Linked DNA regions of Oryctolagus cuniculus: region 2 is linked to region 1. A link is a contact called in public Micro-C data. All regions are on one chromosome and are shown on one strand. The core of a region is the stretch at or near the end of the contact, and the rest is flanking DNA. Distances in the headings are between cores, read along the strand shown.

Evidence for each region. A called contact is a pair of places that touch in the nucleus more often than the background predicts.
Region 2: a contact with region 1 is called in a Micro-C map of ear pinna, with 4 times the contacts expected there. The contact joins the promoter of LRRC8B here to the promoter of LRRC8D in region 1. A contact is called at or near these places in 2 of 6 Hi-C or Micro-C datasets (ear pinna and psoas muscle).

Annotation. Positions count from the first base shown.
Region 1 is chr7:80,850,148-80,853,923 of mOryCun1.1, forward strand. LRRC8D (leucine rich repeat containing 8 VRAC subunit D) reads right to left here and starts at 2,021. Exons shown (of 3, transcript XM_051856259.2): 1 at 1,469-2,021.
Region 2 is chr7:81,194,320-81,198,095 of mOryCun1.1, forward strand. It overlaps LRRC8B (leucine rich repeat containing 8 VRAC subunit B), which reads right to left and starts at 1,692. Exons shown (of 5, transcript XM_017346108.3): 1 at 1,555-1,692.

The sequences.
Region 1 (3,776 bases), core at 771-3,270:
ACTGCGGCTGGCTTTTTAAGAGATGAAAAGAATCCCATTGATTTATCTGCAAGGGAGACTTCCCCCTCCCCAAATAAAGGGGTAGGCCCCTGTATCAACCCTCCAGTAACCAGAGGTAACACCCTTTGGGCAAGCACCCCTAGTTCTCCTCCCTTGCTTCCCAAGCCCCTGGACAGGATGCGAGCAGAAGTCCCGCTCCCAAGAGCCCACGCTTCCAAACAAGCTAGAAGCGGATTATACCGGTACCCAACCCGGAGATGGCCTGCGGCGGGCTGGGTGCACCTGCGGGGGCCCCCAGCTCCCTCCCCTCAGCGCGGGGCGGGGAGGCACGTCCTCCCCACGCAGCCCACCCAGAGCGGGATGAAGGCAGAGGGGAGGCGTTTCTGGAGAAGTTAAGGGCTCACCTTTCGGGCACCGGGCCAGCAAGGCCAGACACCACACACCCCCCTCCCTCTGGGAGGAATCCGCGAGGCCCTACGGGCTCTCCCCGCCCCTCCGGTTGGGCGGAGGCAGGCGAGAACTGGAGGCGCGCTCCAGGGGCAGCAGGAGCCAGGCAGTCCGCACTCGCCCCTCTCGGGCCCGCGGCCGGCGGCCCAGGCGCCCGCCGCACGCATGCTGGAAAGCGGAACAGCCTCCCCCTGCAGGGACGATCGCAAACCGGAGCCCCGGGCACCCTCACTGCCGTGTTCCCCCGAACCCACTCGCGGGTCCCCAGGCGAGCTCCGGCCGTAGCCTGCGCCCGGGCCGCGGCGCCGCGCTCAGCCGGGCGGGACGCTGCGCCGGGCCACGCGCTTCGGCTCCGGCGTGGCTCCACCCGCGCGTCGCCCTCCCTCGCAGCCCCCGGCCCCTTCCCGGAGAGGTGCGCACCAACCTGGGCGGGCAGCCCGGGCAGCTCGGCCGCCGAGCCGGGGCTTATGCTGAGGGGGGAGGTGGCGGCATCACCTGCGGCGGGCGGCGGCTGCACCGGGACGCGCCGGGGCGGCGAAGGCGCGCGGCGCCCTGGACCCTGCTCTCGCTGGCCCGCCCGCGGCTGCCACCTGGAAGCGCGGCAGAGGAGCCGGGGCACCACGGGCGGCGGCAGCGGCGGCGACGGGAGCAGCAGCACATGACTCTGTAACGAGGGGAATTAGACAAAGCGTAACATGGACTCCGGGCCCGTGCAAGCGCTGCAGCTCTGGGACCAACCGCAGCCGGCGAGCGCCGCGACTGGCCCGGCCGCAGCCAATGGCGCGGGCCCGGGCCTCCATGTGATTGCGAGCGCTTTCCCCTTGGCCCTGCCGCGCCCGCCGGGGGTCGTGCGGCTTCCGCAGCCGGGCGGCCGGGCTGACCCGAGGGGGGCTGTCTGATGAGGGAGGCGGCCCGAGATTGGGAACGTTAGGGGCTGGCAGCTAGAGACCGCCGGACGCGGAGCAGGTGCAAGGGGCGGGGAAGCATGGCAGCCATAGGTCGCCGTCGCACTAATACTCACCTATCAAACGCCCACCTGGGCAGGGCTCAGTGCCAGGCAGGCGCTGTTGCGGCTCAGGAGCCTTCACCCAAGTCTATTCTGCAGACTTAAACTCTGCTTTTAAGACCGGGGTGGGGCGGGGAGGAGTAAGTCAAAAGTCTCCGAAGCGCCTTCCAGCTCTAAAGAGAAAGTAGCCGGGGTTGGGGGCATAAACAGTTTGTCGGCGTCGTTAGTTCTGCCTCTGCTATTAAAAAGCGGTGCTGGAGAAACAGTTCTTGTTTTCATCTGAGTCTGCCTCTTTCTCCCCGTTCCTTGTCCCTGAAAATGTCTTACATCTGAAGCAGGCGGGTGAGGAGGTGGTTCTTTGCTGAGAGGGGTTTTCCAACCCGCCGCTTTCCCCCCTTTCTGTTCGTCCCTGGCGGTCTCTCTTGTCGGGGCGGGGTAGGGGGGAGGCAGGGGCCAAGAAAGTCAGGCGAAACAACTGGCTCAGCCCCGTGGGTCAACAATCTCCTTTTATCTGAATCCCTGGCTTTCTGTGCACGGCGGGAAGTCTCATTTCCCTGGTCCCGAGATCTCTCCATGTCAGCAAACGCTCATTCAGTATTTACGCGGCACCTAAGTGTTCTTAACAGGCAAGCCGCACAGTGTTACAGGAACTCGGGAACACGTGGGTTCCAGCAGAGTGAGGCATTGAAGTGAATGGTTTTCTGGGACTTGGGGCAAGTCTTCAGGGGGAGGTAACCCGTGGTGGGGAACACCTGGTGCTGGAAGAGCAGCACCACGGGCCGGGAGACCCTGCACAGAGGGGTGCAGGATGCATTCACGGGACTGCCCGGGCCAGGCAGCAGAGGCCACCAGATGTGAGCCCTCTGCCCTCACCACGGCTTTCTCACCACTTTCCATCCCTGTCCCTCATGCCAGCAGGCTCTCCTAGTCCCCGAAGTCTGCCAAGGAGAGACTGCGTGCCTGGTGATTTAATCCCAGAGTCAGATTTGCTGATTGGGGGGGGGGGGGGCACAATTCAGATATTTTGATTGAAAATGTCTCACAATTAATTTGGAATGTTTGCATTTTGCAAAAAAGAAAAAGACAAAACAAAACAAAACACCTCAGGTGTATCTTCCTCCACGTATGTTCTTACCTGTGTTTTCAACTGTGATCCTGCATTTGAAAAAGGATTCAAGATTGGTGTAAGTGGGGCCAGACATGTGACACAGCAGAATAAGCCACCACTTGGGATGCCTGCATCCCACATCAGAGTACCAGTTGGGAGTCACTGTTGCTCTATCCAGCTTCCTGCCAATGTGCCCAGGAAGTTGGCAGCTGATGACCCACCTGGAGTTCTGGGCTTCTGGCCTTGGCTTGGCCCAGTTCCAGCTGTTGTATGCTTTGGAGGAGTGAACCAGAGGATAGAAGATCTTGATCTTTTCCTCAATCTATCTTCATCTGCCTTTCAAACAAATAAATCAATACTAAAAAGATTGGTAGGGGCTGGCGCTGTGGCACAGTGGGTTAAAGCCCTGGCCTGAAGTGCAGGCATCCCATATGGGCACTGGTTCATGTCCTGGCTGCTCCTCTTCCAATCCAGCTCTCTGCTGTGACCTGGGATAGCAGTAGAAGATGGCCCAAGTCCTTGGGCCCCTGCACCCACGTGGGAGACCTGGAGGAAGCTCCTGGCTCCTGGCTTTGGATCAGCACTGCTCTGGCCATTGCGGCCATCTGGGGAGTTAATCATTGGATGGAAGACCTCTCTCTTTCCCTCTCTCTCTCTCTCCCTCTCTCACTCACTCTCTCCCTCTCTCTCTCTCTGCCTCTTTTCTCTCTGTGTAACTCTTTCAAATAAATAAATAAAATAAATCTAAAAAAAAAAAGATTGGTATAAGTGGAGAAGAAAGCAACACTCGGAAAACAGTCAAATATGGCAAAACAGACACTTCGTAAATCCTAGAGTACACTAGAGAAATCCCTTGGGAGGACAAAAGGCACGCCACATGCTGTGCTCTCTTGAACAGGTAATTCCGCAGCTATGAATTTATATTGTGGGCCTATTTGTGCAAAAACAATCTCTGAAATATTTATCAATATGTACAAAAAGATGTGGCCCATATATTTTTGTTTCTGATAATGGAAGTATGTAATAGTGGAGAAATACCTAACACAGCCCCAGTAAAGAACTGCAAGTTATGCCACTTCTGTGGAAGGAGACCTTAAGACGCCTTTTGCAAACAATAAGCTAGCGGCATGTGTACCCGCATGGCAGGATCCAAAATAGTTAAGTGAGAAAGGCAAGCTACAGCGCAACATGAGTGGTACGATCCACTTTTATGTG
Region 2 (3,776 bases), core at 442-2,941, 340 kb after region 1:
AGGATGACTAGGACAGCCAGGGGCAGAAAAACAAAGTCACCTTGGCACCCGCATTTTTGGTTCTCTGGAAGTGTCCCTTGTACCCATGGGGAGTACCAAATTGTTAAATAATGATACTGCAGTGTGACTTCTGTTCCAAGCTTCGGGTCCTGTTCTTAGGTTCAGGAGAAAGCCTGATAAAGACACACACTGCTTAATGTCTCAGTATGTGTCCAACCAATTGCCTATTTTAAGTTGCCTACAGATTTACAATGTAATGTTTTTCATACTGGTATCCTTTTACAGCTAGGTGTTTAAGTGTCTAGGCAAGGTGAATTTATTTTCAAGGAAGTTCACACACCGGTGTTAGGTTTGCTCTTGGGCGTGGAGGCAGGCGGTAGAGAGTGCTAGGAGAGTCCTGACCACAAATACCTTTTCACAAATGCCACCTGGAGGACGCAGAGTAATGAGCCAACCCTGCACCTCCTTCCTCCGGACCTCTCAACACCTGCTCAACTGTAGCCCAAGGGGAGGAAACTCCTGTGCCTCTCTTTAAATGGGAATCCGTTGCCCTCTTTCCCCGCCCCCCGTCAAACGAATGCCCAACGCCAGCACCAAACCTTAGACGAGTAACTAGTATAGGAGAACACAGAATGTTTGCCAACAAACAGCGCCAGGGCAGGGGGCAAACGACAGCGACCACAAGTGGACACCCTGGACGGAGGTCCGCTCACCTGGGCGAGGCTCCAGCCTGGGAAAGCAGAACCCTTTCTCCGCCCCGCCCGAGGACTCGCACAGGTGCAGCGCCAAGGCTACCAGAGGACAGAGGGGGCCGCCCACCCACTCTTTTCGCCCCAGATGACCCTAGCACCCGGGAAAGCTTCCCTCAGCGGGTATCGCTCCTTCTTTCCCGGAGACAAGGGAGCAACGAAACCGCCACTCAACGTCTCCGGCCGCGCCACCCGTCCGCAACCAGGCACGCAGGTGAGGTGCAGACAGGTAACCGCACCTGCTCTCCCAACCCCACCTGCTGCGTCTCCTATCCCCGTCCTCCTCCTCCACCGCCTCGGTGGGCTCGGCTCCTCCTCCACACGCCGCGGTGTCACGCTCCGACCTACCTGTGCGACTCCAACCCCAGGGCGCCGGAGCGAACCGTGGCGGGCACCCTGCGCGCCTCCGGGCCCGCCGGCGGCGGCCCGGCGCCCGCACTTTGCCGGCTGCCGGCGGCTGCGGGCTCAGCGGGAAGCCCCGGCGCTGCCCAGCTCGCCGCCTCCGAGCGGCTCCATTGTGACGCGGCGCGTTCCAGCGGCCAATGGGCGCGCGGCGGCGCGAACCGCTGACTGAGTTCGCGCGCGGAGGAGGAGGGGCCGGGCCGAGGTAGGGGCGGCGGCACGGCCTCGGCGGTGGTGGCGGCGGCGGTGGCCGTGGCTGCCGCGGAGGCGGAGGAGGACGAGGAGCAGGACGAAGAGGAAGCAGCCGCGGCCGCTGGGATAGTTGCTCCTGCTGTGAAACTGTCTGCTCGCTCTGGGCGCGAGGTTTTGCCCAGCTTTGCGGTGGCGGGGGCCGGTGACTCACCCGTCGCTGCTGGGAACAAAGCGCAGCCATCTCCCCGAGCGCGCCATGTGGCCGCCGAGTCCCCTGGCCCAGCCGCGCGCCTCGCGGGGGACGCTGGGCTGCTGCCAGCGGAGGGAGCGAGAGGGGCCCAGGTCCGTCCCCTGGCGCCGCCACGCCAGTGACTTTGGCCGCACCCGGTGTGCTTGTGCGCGGGTCGGGTTCCCGCCTTCTCACGTGTGCGCCCGAGCAACTTGTTATTTACATAACGTGCGCTGGGGCCTTGAAGAAAGGCTCGGGAGCAGCGCGGGAACCCGCCTCTTGGACTCTGAAGTCCCTAGGCCGAGCCCCTGGGAGGGAGGGTTTTACAGTTGTACCGCACTAAGCTGCCTAAATTCAGTTCTGGCCTCCAGTGTCATCCGCCCCTCCCAGGTGTGCTGATCCTTGAGATGAGAGGGGGCGACCTGGGAGACTACACTCATGACCTACGTTGTGGCTAATCAACTGCAGGTGCACCATGGCTAGCGCCCAACCCACTTCCCTCTAGGGTTAAGTGCCTGGAGTTTGAACAGTAACAATACGCCTCACCAGAAAACAACATTAATCCAAACCCCAGGAATTAAGGGGACTTGATATTTTGTGTCCTCCACTTACACTCCATTTTAACTCGGCCTCTGCCCAAGCTCCCATTTGCAATACAACGATTCAATTAGGCAAGATTAAATATCTTAGTTGCTATGGCAACGACATCTCTCTTTATAAAGTAAAACTTTGCAAGGGACCTCCCAAAGGAATAGAGTATAAAAGACTTAGCATTAGGGACATCTGATCAGGTTTTGTAAATGGGAGTAAAGAAAACGCAGTCCCGAGTTACATGAGACGGGCGGTGTCCCACATAGACTGTTGAGATTAGAACTACAATTTGAATCACTCTGAGAGGTAGCAAGAAGGCTGCCTGTGGGTCTCTTGTTGTTTCCTTGTCTGCTGAATTCTAGGTTGGCGGCTGTCGTCTTCCTGCGTCTCGGGGGAGAAGCTGGAAGAACATGCCTTCATTTGGTCATTCAAGTTTTTGTTGAGCCATGCGTGTGAGCTACTGTGTATGCACAGATCTAAATCTAACTTACATTTGTGTTTGGTTCCCAAACTGCTCACCATCTGGAGATGGGTCACATATAGGTATATTCCTTGTAAATGAAACAAAGAAAAAAGTGGTAGTAGATACAGATTGTAAAGTTATGATATTGAAACTTGAAAACATCCGTTTTGTACGTGTTTCTGAATGTTTGGAAAGGAATATTCCTCCCCCCGCCAAATCCCTGAGCAGATGATCCATTCTTCCATCACAGCAGTTAACAGCCTATATGACTTGGGGTAGTTACTTACCTTCCCTAAACTCAGACTTAAGAGATTATAACCAGATATGCCTTCAACATTTCAATCCAATGATGATGTGAATACAAAAATGACTTCAATGCTTGGCAACCCAATTTACCATTAGCTGATAGTTAAAGCAACCAATTTCAAACAGTAATATTTCTAGGTAAACCTCGGACACGTAACATATAAATGTTATTTTTATTTTAATTTAATTCTTAAACACCCGTCAAGGTGACAACATTGATTCCATGGAGAAAGAAGACTTCCAAATTTGTGATATCGTATCTCGGAATCTCTTTCTGAAGTAAGAGCCCCACATAGCTGTTTCTCCTGGTTTGTTGTTGTTGTTTTTTGCTATGGCATATGAGGGTACTTCAAAATGCTCATGGAAAAATGGAACTGAATATTCTGGTGCAAAAATTGTGAAAATCATGCATACAAGGCTCTTCAAAAAGTTCATAAAATGCAAACTGTGAAAAACTCTGCATGAATTTCAACATTTTTGCAATAAAACAAATTTTGTAATTCTGTTTTCCAGAACTGTTTGAAGAACTCTTTTTAAGCTCCCAATAGCATTACAGTAGAGAGAAAGAGGACTAACCCCAAATACTGCTCCCAGGTACTTTTTTTTTTTTTTTTTTTTTTTTTTTTGGGACAGGCAGAGTGGACAGTGAGAGAGAGAGAGAGAGAGAGAGAGAGAAAGAGAGAAAGGTCTTCCTTTTGCTGTTGGTTCACCCTCCAGTGGCCGCCGCGGCCGGCGCGCTGCGGCTGGCGCACCATGCTGATCCGAAGGCCAGGTACTTTTAAAATAATATGTACATGATATGTTCCCATAAAGAGAGTATTTACTGACTAGAATATTTTGGCAT